4 separate regions of the Mus musculus genome follow, and regions 1, 2 and 3 are each linked to region 4. Evidence: chromatin contacts called from public capture Hi-C and promoter capture Hi-C data. All regions are on one chromosome and are shown on one strand. Each heading gives the region's core, a stretch centred on a gene start, on an enhancer-like site or on the middle of the called end of the contact. The rest is flanking DNA. Distances are from core to core; before and after follow the strand shown. Region 1 holds the start of 9530036O11Rik (RIKEN cDNA 9530036O11Rik). Region 2 holds the start of Paxip1 (PAX interacting (with transcription-activation domain) protein 1). Region 3 holds the start of En2 (engrailed 2). Region 4 holds the start of Dnajb6 (DnaJ heat shock protein family (Hsp40) member B6).

Region 1 (3,177 bases), core at 495-2,994, 1.3 Mb before region 4:
GCCCTGTATTCAGTCTCCACGATTCCTCTTTGCTCCAGTTCTGGCCCGCCACCCTAAGGCTAGTCTCCTAGGCTTCCCATACAGCAGGTACCCGGTGGCGAGATGCGCGTCGCGTCGCGCGGGCTGTTCCACTCTTGTTTTCTCCAGCCCCCGCCCCCTGCACTTGCGCCCCGCCAGCGCCGCTCCGCCAGCCGCTCGGCGCACCTAGCCCTAAAGGTAGGACTTGAATATTTTAATAGGGCAGTAAAAAGGATGCTGACCTATATTTGCAAGGAAACCCATTTCCAGCTCCAGTCATACGTGCATGGAGTTTCAGAAAGTCTCGATTTGGCTGGGAGATTGGCAGCCTGGAAATCTCAAAGGAGGTGGGATGGGAAGAGAGGCTCGTGCTTTGCTTTGCCGTCTGTCCATCCACCCTCGTCGCCGAATATTTATTCGCTTTTAATTCTTATGCAAGCAGGTTAAAAATTAAAGCGATTGCAAAGCCAGCAAGTTCCAAGTCCCTCCCCTAAGGTACCGCGGGCTCTGGAGAAATGAGGAGCATCCTTAAAGAAATATCAATACATTCTCTGACCGGCACAATTGAGGACGATGGGATCGCAGTCAGGCTACGCGATACAGTGGGGACAAGACGGGCGCCTCTGGAGCTCCTGCCTTTTGTCAGAACTGCCCCCAGGCTTTCTCAGTTACAGTTCTTTGGTGGTGGTGGGGTAAAGGGTGGGGTGGTCTTGGGAGAAAAACACAGAAAAGGAAAAGGTAGGAGCTAGGGGACGAAATGCTCCAGGCTATGTTTGCAGTGACCTGGAGGCCCTTTGAAGTGTATAGGGGCATCCCCTCTCCCTCCATTTTCTGCCTCCACTTGGAAAGGGCAGACTCCCTCAGAGTAAAGGTCTTTCTAAGTTTCAAGCTAGAATACAGGTAGTTAGAGGAGGTCGTCCCGGGAGACTAATTAAATGAGACTAATAAAATGAGACTAATAAGATAGAGAACCCCATCTTCTGGTGCCCCATTCCAGCAAACCCTAAACTTCCTGCTGGACCCTTCACCTCCTTTTTCCTCCCGGAAGAGGAGTGCTAGGTGGGCAGGTGGGTGGGGAAGGAGAGAGCAAGCCGCCTTCCTACCTGCCCAAAGAGCAAACAGAGCAGGGCTGACTGCTTGGTCACACGCACCCCCCCCCCCTCCCGGGAAGGAGTCTGTTTCCCACCCGCAATGGGTCTCTACCTGAGTCATCAGCCGGTCTGCTCCCGTGTTTTCCTCATCCTTAAATATGATGTCGGGGTTGTAATTGGGGGTGAGTTCCTTAAATCGTTCGGAGTTTCTTGTGATCTTCCCTTCATATCTGCCGCTGGCCCCTAGGGTCTTCTCGGCTACGTTGGGAATAAACTGCTTGTAGGCTAAAGGGGTCAGCTTTTTGGGGTGCCGCCTCTTTCCAAACCCCCTGCCGGGCCCACAGGCCAGCCCGGGGCACACCAGCAGCGAGGAAGCAAGGATCACCAGAAAACATCTGGCCAGCAGCAGCAGCATCTCGTCCGCGGAACCTGAGGACTTGTGAGCTGTCCCCGCGCTGTCTGTGCGCGAGCGGGTACGCGCGGGTGTGTGCGTGTGCGCTCCTCCTTGCGCTCGGCTCTCCCTTCCTCGCTCGGCTCGTTCGTTCCCTCTGGCGCTGCCTGGCTCTTTCTCTTCCTATATAACCTTGCCTGCCGCTGCTGCAGGGGACTTGTCTCCGATCCCCACCCAGACTGGGGCTGCGATGGCAGGCTGCCGGTCGCTGGTAACGGAACACATCGGAGTTGGGTCTCGAGACAGCAATTAAAAGACAAAAAGAGCCTGATTTTAAATGGTAGCAAGGCTGGAGAGCTTGTGAGACAGGCTGCCTTTCGCACTATATTATAGCTGGCAGGGGCGCATCTGATTGGCCAAGCCGCACAAGCTTGTCTTCTGATGTTAACCCTGAGAAAGACTACATTTCTCCCCCCTCTGGCTGCTGTGGCTTTATTTTCACCTGAAGGCTTCCAGTTTAAAAAAGAAAGAAAGAGAGAAAGAAAGAAAGAAAGAAAGAAAGAAAGAAAGAAAGAAAGAAAGAAAGAAAGAAAGAAAGTCTTTACTAAGGTAAAGGTGGGTGGGAGGGAGGAGGCCTGTTTATTGGAAAAATACCCCGCACTGCCTGCTTTGTGCTCAGGGCTGCTTCCCCCTTACTTTCTCTAAATGGAAGATGCTTTGGTTAAAGCCAGCATAAGTTTTTAAAGGACAGTCCAGATGCTCCCCCCCCCCCCACAAGCTTTGACCATAAAACAGCCTCTCAATTGTTTGAGGGCAACGCTGCCTCCCTCCTGTTTGCCTTATTTACACCCCATCCCCAGATGTGAGTGTACAGGACAGACGTCACGGGGTTGTGAAAACAGCTCACCTGAGCATCTCCTGAATATTTAGCATCTTTAGATAGAGGATAATCACAGGTGGCCACAACCTAAAGAGTTGCTGTTTTAAGTGCCCTAAAATACTGTCCTTTATTGTATCTCACTGACTGCACCACATTCAAGCCTCTGCAGGTGGATGGATGCATCCCAGCTGAGGGGCAGGTAAAGAGTGTCTGCAGAATGTGGTGGGGTACATAGGTTCAGTGGGTCTATGTGCTGCACCCCAGCATGGAGGGCAGCTGGTGTGTGCTTGGTGGGTAGAGGTGATCTGCCTGGGGCAACTGAAAGTGGGCAAGGCTGCATGCGTGAAGAACCCCTTCCAATCTATCCTAGCAAAGTGCAGGGCTGGGGTAAGTTGATGTGGAATTCAGGCTCCTTAACACAGTTGTATTTCACAGGAGCTTTGCAAGCTAATTTTCAAGGAAAGAAGCTGGCTAGGTGTAGGGCCTGCAGACTGAAGGTGTTAGGGATCTAGAGGACAGTGTTCTGGCCATAAGGGGCATCTTAGAAGAGGATATGCTGTCTAGAGGTCACTACTCTTGGGGTGTCCAACACTCTTTCAGGAAAAAGAAAAATTTCCAGAAAAGTCTTAGTTGAACCAGAAAAATAGAATGTGAAACGCTTTGTTTTTATAGATCATAGAAATCTGCTCTGGCTTTTCTCCCATCCTACTCACAGGCAAGATTCCTCTAGGATGGGCGAACTATTTATGTGGAATGGAATACCTGCTTAGGGACCGAGTCCTCCAGTGTTATCCCAT
Region 2 (3,176 bases), core at 167-2,666, 1.9 Mb before region 4:
CCAGTGACCGTCAGGACTCGGGCCAAGTATACACAAATGCCTTTAATGCCTAGCACACGCACTCCACACAAACAACTTCTTGGACTCAATATCCGTTTAACACTCAACACCTCCAGCACCTCCACCTGTTGTATTTGTAGGACTCAGTATTCAAGGGCACTCTTCTACGGCACTCCGTGTACCAGGCCCGATGCCCAGACTGTACTGGGGTGCTCACCACCTGTGAGCTTCCTCAATCTGTATTACAAAACTTAAAGAATGGGTGCCCTGGCTCTAAACCTTTTAAAGAAGGCACTATTTCAGAATACAAGGGCTTACAAGGGGGATTTTTTTAAAGCACTCAGATTTCACACATAGTTGGGCAAACAGCGCAGCTCAATGTGTTCTTGGTTTTAAGTGACATTTAGTCCAAGGCCCTTATAAGAGCAAAAGTCCTAAAACGAAGAACAAGAAAGGGTAAAAGAAGAAATGTGGTGGTAGTAGTGGGGTGATCGGTACTAGAAAAAGTCAGCTACAATCACTGATCACACAACCGAAGACCCAACGGACTTTGGTTACTAGGATACAAGTATGAGTCTCTGGAAAGCCAAGCTCAGTGGCTCTTGGACAATTCCTTCCTTAGGACCCGTTTAGCTTACATTACCAGACACCGAAGGCGACACAACTGTAAGCATAGTTTAGAAAAGAAATGTTTGGGGCACTGTCCTGAAGATACCACGATCACAGCCACTGTCCTGTGGATGGATTCAGACCCACGATCACACGCACGAATCACGGTGACCGTGTAAGCAAGGGTACCTTCCATACCTACCGTACAATCCACCCTAAGGGAAAAATCAGGGGCCGGGAGGACAGGCCCCTTGGCAAGGGACACGCTCAGCAGGGCCCCGGCAAGATGCTCGGCCGGCCGCTGCGCTAGGTCGGTGCTCGCGAGGCCCTTCCCGCGGCCCTTCGCTGCCCGGCGTGCCCCGCGGCTCCGGCCTGGGGTCCTGCAGGGCGCGCGCGCGACGAGGCGGGGGCGTGCGGGGGGAATGGCCCGGCAGAGGGGCCCCGCGCGGGCGGTACCTGCGGGTCGATGTCGCCCACCGCGTAGTACTTGACCTCGCGGAATAGCTCCTCTGGAACTTCGGGCGCCGGCTCCGACATGATCGCGGCGGCGCGGCGGCGCCCGGCCCCGCGTCACCCGGCCCGCCGCGCCCAGCGTCGTAGCTCTGCCTACTGCCCGGCGGCACAGCCCGGCCCGCAGCCGCAGCTGCACTCGGACCCGCGCCCCCGCCCGTCCGAGGCCCGGAGCGCGGGAGCCGTGCGCGCCCTGAGGCACGTACCACCACACCAGCTCGGCAGGGGAGTATGTGGGACCCTCCCGCCTTGCGCGCCGCACAGCGCTCCTTACACCACCGCTTCGGGCATCAGTGCTGATGGTCTACAATAGTTCGTACGGCACATGGCAGCCTTGTCCCGGCCGAGTTTTCACGACCGAGAACCGAGGACACAGAGAGACTATTTCCCTCACATGGCCGCAGTGGACTAGCCAGGGGGCGGGTCCTGGGCGGGACTCCCGTCACCCCGTGCGGCCACCTGACAGCGCATGCGCCAAGGAGGCGGAGCCTCGGCACGGAAGGGGACCTGAACAATCCAGCGTTCGCTCTTCAGCTGTCGCCAGCGCTGCTGTTGGACAGCACGCGATCCGGCCCAGAGTCAGGCAGACCCTGGCTAATGGTTACTTTCCTTCGTCTGCCCCTTCCGCATCTACTGAGGTAGTTGGCGGGGAACTGATCTTCGATGAGGCAGGTTAAGAGCAAAGTAGGAGCCGGCGACATAGCTCAGCAGGCAGACATCTGCCGCCAATCTGAGTTCGATCCCTGGGACACACGTGATGGCAAGCAAGAACCGGCTCCAGCAAGTTGTTCTCTGGCCTCCACAAGCACACTGTTGCGCACACACGTACACACATTACACACACACTCTCTAAATAAATGTACATTTTTCTACGTGTATTGGAGTTTTCCCTGCATGTATGTATCTGCACCCTGTGAGTGTCTGGTGCCCACAACAGTCAGAAGGTGGCTTCAGGATCCCCTGGAACTGAAGTTACACGACACGTGGGTGTTGGGAACCAAATTTGGAGATGCTGCAAGAGAACCAAGTGTTCTGAACTGCTGAGCCGTCCAACCCTCGGTCAACATAGTTTTTAAAGGTAAACAGCAAAATCTATAAAAATTATCTTAGCAGATAATTATATTAAATATGGATGTGTAAAGTTACAGGAAACAATGACAAGCTGAAACTGCTGTGGGGCGCTCGCAGAATGACAAGTCCCGCAACTCGTGATACTGCTCTTTAATCAAGTTTTGTGTTTTCTGTGACCTTCATGCAGATAGAGTGTTGTTCTTTTTTTTTTTTAAGATGTATTTATTATTATAATATGTACGTACACTGTAGACACATCAGAAGAGGGCATCAGATCTCATTACTGATGGTTGTGAGCCACCTTGTACCTTGTGGTTTCTGGGATTTGAACTCGGCCTTTGGAAGAGCAGTCAGTGCTCTTAACCGCTGAGCCATCTCCCCAGCGCCCCCCCCTCCCCCCCGGGTGTTGATGTTCTTATAGTCTCAAACGAACTCAGAGCAGAGCCATTTTGTTTTACAGCGATCAGAAAATAAGCACCCTGTTTAAGTTGGATAAACTGAGTTCAGTTAGGTTAAAAACAAATGGCTTGGCAATTAGGATCATTTACTGCTCTAGCAAAGGACCCAGATTTGATTCCTGACATCCACACGGATGTTCACAGCCACCTATAACTTCAGTTCCAGGAGCTCCAATACCCTTCTGGTGTCTGAGACTATTACAAGCACTGGGTACTACAAGCACAGGCAAAAAGTGAATGTGAAACTAGAAAACACAGTAATGGGAGTACAGTCCCCTCTGCCATGAGAAACCAAAGGAGATGATTGAGATAGTATTTTCTTATGGCGCTTTGGAAGTCAGTAGAGTGTGTGTGCATGTGTGTTTCTATGTATGAATGATGTATGTGTATGAGAACTTCCAGCTGTCTGCACCTCCAGTTACAAGAGTTCTGAAGCCCTACACATACAAATTATGCAGGCAAACGAACTAAAAAATCTTTAATAAACTAAAAATACATTTGGATAAGTATACAGTGTTTTCATTTAGT
Region 3 (2,861 bases), core at 6-2,505, 1.6 Mb before region 4:
GGGAAAGAGAGTAGAAAAGAGCCATTCTGTCAGCAACTGGAGGGAAGTTTAGAGAAGGAATAAAGACAGAGCAAGGGAAAACAAATTGGAGCTCCCCCTCCTATCACAGCATCCCTATTCTTTCAAATTAGCCTTGCTTTCTTCCAAAATCAGCTTAAATGTTTTGATACAAAGATAAGGAGATCAGTGGCCTGGTGGCTCAACATAGGAAATGGGGAGTACTGATGACTGGCTCTCTGTCTCAGTCTCTGTCTCTGACTGGCTCTCTGTCTCTCTCTGTCTCTCTCTGTCTCTCTCTGTCTCTGTCTCTCTCTCTCTCTGTCTCTGTCTCTGTCTCTCTGTCTCTCTGTCTCTCTCTCTCTCTCTCTCTCTCTCTCTCTCTCTCTCTCTCTCTCTCTGTGTGTGTGTGTGTGTGTGTGTGTGTGTACAGCTGTATTCAGGATCACTTGTGGGGTGGATGGGTTAAAGGTTTGGCTAAGCAGTCATCACTCATTTCTAAATTAGAAGATCATGTTATAACCCTTCTTAAATAATCCTTTTATTTCTCCTTTCTTAAATGGTGCACTAAAGTGTATTCTCGCATAGATAAAGATCTACGTTGAGGTTCCCGAGGAGCCACTGTCCACGGGTGGAATCTTTCCGTATGCATGCGTCTCCTGCACAGGCACAAACATGCATGCTGAGAGTAGGATTCTGCAGGTACCTGTGCTCTTGCCTGCCGATTAGGACTGCACGCTGCTGGGGAACCAAAGTGACAATTTTCCCCTCCACCAGCAAAGAAAGCGGGTCACAAACGTCCCTTTGTATCTCGGTACCTCATTTAATTTTATTTATGCATTTTGTGCAAGGAATTGTGGGATCTCACCACACCGTAAACAATATGGGAATGTTAAAAAATAACGATCTTTCGGCGCGTGTCCAGTTAGGCGTAGCAGTGACCTGGTGGGACTGTTCACAAGCTTCCTCAGCGTCTCTAACCGAGAGAAGATGAGGAGTGCGAGTGAGCACCGCTGACTCGCCGATGGATCTGGCTGGATTATAGGCTCCCGCGCCGGGAGCCCTGGGCACGGCCACTTTAAAGGGGGGAGGGGAGGTGGCGGCGGGGGAGGGGCGGCAGGCGGTTCCTGTCACCAAGCTGCCGCGGGCGCGTCACGTGGATGAGCGGCGCGGCTGCCATTGGCCCGAGGCACGTGTCCAGGAGACCGGCCCGCGACGTCACTTGAGGGGGCTCTGTTAAAAATAAGAACAAAAATCCAGAGTGAAAGTGTCTCAGGTTGCGCTAAGTGGCCTGAAATTTTCCCGAGCCCGCGCGAAAGCCGAGGCAGCGAAGGCGCGCGGACCGGGAGGGAGGGAGCGCAGGAGGCCCTGCCCGGCCCGGCCTCCCGCCCCTCACTCATGCGGCTCGGGCCGCGGGGCTGCGCGGGGCTCAGCGGGGGCGCAGCCGCTCGCCCGTGGGGCGCCCCGGCCCGCAGCGGGGCGGCGGCCTGGCGCGGGGAGCCCCGGGGCGGGCGGAGCGCAGCGCGGGCCCACGGCCCTCCATGTGCGTGCTGGCGGCTGCGGGCGCGCTGAGAACCCGCGCCCAGCAGCCTCGAGGGTCGGCCGGGACCGGCGGGTGGCAACGGCCGAGCAGTGGCTGCCCGAGCGGGCCCGAGCGGCAGTGAGCGCGGGCGGCGCGCTGCCTGCATGCGCGCGGCAGCGGCGGAGGCGGCGGCGCCGGAGCCCGAGGCTGCTGACCACCAAAAGGAGCGCGGAGTTGCACGGACGTCCCGGGTCCCCGGAGTGGTGCGGTGACCATCTAGAGTCCGGTGCGTCGCCAAGACCGGGACCCGCTTCCGTTGAATCGCCCGGCGTCCCTGCCGGCGGGGAGACTGGTGATTTGCTAACGCACTCCGTGGATCCGAACGTGGCTTGGCTCCGAGCGCGCCCGGCGACCTGTAGGACTCCAGCCCTGGCCACTGTCGCCGCTCGCACGCTCGGAGGACTCGGCTGCGTAGGAGCGCTCGGGGCTCGCTGTGTGCCGCGGATCGGCCGGAGATCGCTTTGGCGGTGGGCCGGTGGAGAGGCGATTTGGGATTTTCTGTGAAGTATGGAGGAGAAGGATTCCAAGCCCAGCGAGACGGCGGCGGAGGCGCAGAGACAGCCGGAACCCAGCTCCGGCGGCGGCTCTGGCGGCGGCAGCAGCCCGAGCGACTCGGACACCGGCCGCCGGCGGGCTCTGATGCTGCCCGAGGTCCTACAGGCGCCAGGCAACCACCAGCATCCACATCGCATCACCAACTTCTTCATCGATAACATCCTGCGGCCTGAGTTTGGCCGCCGAAAGGACGCGGGGACTTGCTGTGCGGGCGCGGGCGGAGCCAGGGGAGGCGAAGGCGGCGCTGGCACTACCGAAGGAGGCGGCGGCGGCGCAGGCGGAGCCGAGCAGCTACTGGGCGCCAGGGAGTCCCGACCGAACCCAGCGTGCGCACCCAGCGCGGGAGGAACGCTCTCCGCCGCCGCTGGCGACCCTGCGGTCGACGGAGAAGGAGGTTCCAAGACGCTATCACTTCACGGTGGTGCCAAAAAACCCGGCGATCCTGGGGGTTCCTTGGATGGAGTGCTCAAAGCCCGGGGCTTGGGCGGCGGTGACCTGTCGGTGAGCTCCGACTCGGACAGCTCTCAAGCCAGCGCCACTCTGGGCGCGCAGCCCATGCTCTGGCCCGCTTGGGTCTACTGCACGCGCTATTCTGACCGGCCTTCTTCAGGTGAGCCCATGGGAATCAGGCCGCTGAGGGGAGGCCCGCGGGGCTAGGGAGGGCGCTTCCTAGTAAACTTGCACGGAGGGAAAGGATCACATTTTCTCCTGCACACACACACACACA
Region 4 (2,879 bases), core at 194-2,693:
TCAGACCCTGTGTTAGAATTCTTTTTTTTTTTTTTTTTTTTTTTTCTGAGACAGGGTTTCTCTGTGCAGCCCTGGCTGTCCTGGAACTCACTCTGTAGACCAGGCTGGCCTGGAACTCAGAAATCTGCCTGTCTCTGCCTCCCAAGTGCTGGGATTAAAGGCATTTGCCACCACTGCCCTGCGTGTTAGAATTCTTAAATGTCATGTGGCAAGAGGCTTCAGCCAGACTCTGAGGCGAGGGGACTCCTTTCCCTATTCTCTACCTTATAACTGGCTTTGTCTTTCGGCGCTGCTTCAATAGAAAGCTTGGGTTGCTGGGCTGTCAGCCCTGGAGTATGCAAGCACACACACCTTCCACTCGTCACTAGGCCAGACTCCTTGATTCCTGCCATTGAGGGTGGTAGTGGGTAAGATTGAGAGCAGAAAGGTGGAAGGAGAGGTGGAGGAAGGTAAAGGAAAGGGCGGGAACTTTTGTGCTTAGTTTTCATTTCAGTCTTGGACAGCCATCTTGTAGGGCTGAAAGTCAATTAGAAAAGAGATCTGGCCAAATTCTATGTTTCACAAAAGGGGAAGTGTAGTGTTTGGGAACCTTGGGGGCAGAACAGAAGCAAGGAGACAAGGAGCCATTCTGGAGGGTTCTATCTGGAGTTGAGTATATCCTACATGTGAGGGAGCATCCAAGGATCTGTGACTTCAGATCATGGGTCTCCACATCTTCTGTGCTTGTCCTTCTCAGGCGTTGAGAAGGTGGGCGTCCAACCATAACATTCTGAGATCAATATGTTCTCTTTCATTCTTACTTTCCAGTGCAGTGTTAGCTAACCTTTTGAAACTTACTGGGCAAGATGAAAAACTACTCATCCTATGGGTGTAAGTGGGGGTGGGGTGAGGATTTAAATGTCTATTTATTTATACAGGAGCTTATTGATTTATTGAGACAGGAGCTTATTGTGGGATCTGATGTCCTTCTCGGGTGTGTCCGAAGACAGTACATTCACATACAAAAAGTAAATACATCTTTAAAATAACCGTGTTTGAAATCTAGACCCTGGATTCAGCACTGCGAGTTGGTAATGATGAGGCCTCTCACGGTTCACTCTAAGTCGGGCCTGCTTGTTGGGTCGGCCGAACCTCGGGACCACAATTCTCCAAGTCCATAGGAGTGTGAGTCATACTACGCTATCAGGTCCTTATCTCCGAATCCACTGTGTCAGAGGCTGTGAGCGTCCTTCCTCCCAGCCTGCTTCCGGGCAAACGCAGGCTCCTTGGTTCGGCTACAGTCGCCTCAGGCTTTAGAGCCCTCCAGGCACAGAGCTTGCGCAAGGGGACGCTTCCCGCCCTATTCAGCCACCTTCGCCTATGTAAACCCTCCAGAATCCCACCGTCCTCAGCTCCGAGAATCTTCCGGAACGCTAGACCAGCGCTATCAAGTCCGACGCGCACGGAGGCTGCTGCGCACGTTAGCTTCAGGGCCGGGCGGAAGTCGACGTCGCCGGGCCGCGCCGCCACCGCGTGACGCACTTCCTGTTTGTTGTTGGAGAAAAGAAGAGAAAGGAAAGCGCGAGGAGACGCCGCCGCCGCCACCGCCACCAGCGCAGCTGTGCCACAGCCGCGAGGAGACCGGCCGCCTGACTTCCCTCCTCGCTGGCCGCCGTGTCCTCGGTGAGGGTCCGCGAGCCGCGGCGAAAAGCAGGGTTGACTACGGCGGGAGGGGAAGGCCTGCGAATGGGCTAACCCGCTTGGCTCCCGGAATACGGGTGCAGGAACCGGGTCGACAGTGGGGCCGGTACTGCTCACAAGGCCGAACGGGTTCCAGTCTAGGCTGTAGTCTTGTGTCTAGGTCTGGGGCTTAAGGTGTTCCTGGTCTGGGCCGGTTGTAGATTGGGTCTGTGGAGAGCGTTTGCCGTTCTTGGTCAGGCCTAGCTCGGGGCTTAGCTGCGGTCCGCTTCCCTAGTTCTCTGGTCGAAGGTGGCGGTTGGGTCCGGCACGCGCTAGGTCGGCCGCAGAGCTCCAGGAGTAGGCAAGGCTGGTGTCACCCAGTCCTGGCGTCCTCACTGCATTCTGCAAGCAAGGGGTCAGGTGGCCTGCGAAGAGCAGGACTCCCATGGAAGGCGCAATCACCGGCCCAGGCCTCCAGGCAGCGAAGGGGGCCGGGTGGGAAGGCCAAGGCGGTTTCCAGGGACTGTTGGGAAGTTTGCTAGGCGACCCGCCTGGCTCAGCTTACTTTTAAAACTAGTTTGATGTTGGCCTCGAAGGTTGCTTTGCTGTGGTTTACGTAACAAAGTTTATGTAACTGGAGTTTACACTAAGTCTTAATTTACTTCGGTTGTGTTGACAAGGAACTCTGCACTGCAAACTAAAAGGTCTTAAAAACTTTGGAGATGGAGTTTTTTTTTTTTTTTTTAAACAGGAGGGGTTTGTCAAGTTTTAAAAGCTTTGTTACCGAAGAAGTTGTATGTGAACCGTTGAAAGGGAATGGTGGGGATGGTCCCACCTTCTAAGGTGGGGAGTGCCTGCCCAGTGCAGCCACTTTGGTTTTTTTGTAACGTCTTTATTTGAACCTTAGATTTGTGGTTAGGGTTTACGCATTCTAGGCCGTAGAATCTCAGGACGCTCAGCTTGCTAGGGAAGTGATACCAACTTTAAGGCAACTGTTTTAGTAGAAATATTGGACATAAAAGCCAGAGGAGGGAACAACCTAAAGAACAAGCGCCCTGATATTTGAACTTAGTCTGTTCTTGTTTGTAAAGTAAACCCCACAGTAGACTTACTGATTCCTGGAAGGACTCCTTTGTTGTACTTTGGGATATCGCCACCACAGGCCGAATTGCCCTCCGGTGTGTGATTACGGTGTCATCAGTACACACACTTGGGTGGAG

Evidence for each region. Promoter capture Hi-C pulls out the DNA fragments that hold promoters and counts their contacts. Capture Hi-C pulls out chosen DNA fragments and counts their contacts.
Region 1: a contact with region 4 is called in a capture Hi-C map of embryonic stem cells, with 5 times the contacts expected there. The contact joins the promoter of 9530036O11Rik here to the promoter of Dnajb6 in region 4. A contact is called at or near these places in 4 of 39 promoter capture datasets (hippocampal neurons, liver and stem cell-derived epiblast-like cells), 1 of 115 datasets of contacts at active chromatin or transcription factors (stem cell-derived neural progenitor cells) and 1 of 9 other capture datasets (embryonic stem cells).
Region 2: a contact with region 4 is called in a promoter capture Hi-C map of liver, with 3 times the contacts expected there. The contact joins the promoter of Paxip1 here to the promoter of Dnajb6 in region 4. A contact is called at or near these places in 2 of 39 promoter capture datasets (liver and pre-B cells), 3 of 115 datasets of contacts at active chromatin or transcription factors (astrocytes, stem cell-derived neural progenitor cells and thymic regulatory T cells) and 1 of 9 other capture datasets (liver).
Region 3: a promoter capture Hi-C map of hippocampal neurons shows a contact between it and region 4, with 2.5 times the contacts expected there. The contact joins the promoter of En2 here to the promoter of Dnajb6 in region 4. A contact is called at or near these places in 1 of 39 promoter capture datasets (hippocampal neurons) and 2 of 115 datasets of contacts at active chromatin or transcription factors (astrocytes and epiblast stem cells).

Annotation. Positions count from the first base shown.
Region 1 is chr5:28,465,240-28,468,416 of GRCm38.p6, forward strand. 9530036O11Rik (RIKEN cDNA 9530036O11Rik) reads left to right here and starts at 1,745. Exons shown (of 7, transcript NR_015562.2): 1 at 1,745-2,109. It overlaps Shh (sonic hedgehog), which reads right to left and starts at 1,862. Exons shown (of 3, transcript NM_009170.3): 1 at 1,222-1,862. The coding sequence starts at 1,524.
Region 2 is chr5:27,790,134-27,793,309 of GRCm38.p6, forward strand. It overlaps Paxip1 (PAX interacting (with transcription-activation domain) protein 1), which reads right to left and starts at 1,417. Exons shown (of 21, transcript NM_018878.3): 1 at 1,066-1,417. The coding sequence starts at 1,146.
Region 3 is chr5:28,164,441-28,167,301 of GRCm38.p6, forward strand. En2 (engrailed 2) reads left to right here and starts at 1,256. Exons shown (of 2, transcript NM_010134.4): 1 at 1,256-2,744. The coding sequence starts at 2,087.
Region 4 is chr5:29,734,455-29,737,333 of GRCm38.p6, forward strand. It overlaps Dnajb6 (DnaJ heat shock protein family (Hsp40) member B6), which reads left to right and starts at 1,444. Exons shown (of 8, transcript NM_011847.4): 1 at 1,444-1,662. Gm5129 (predicted gene 5129) reads right to left here and starts at 1,482. Exons shown (of 1, transcript NR_028426.1): 1 at 880-1,482.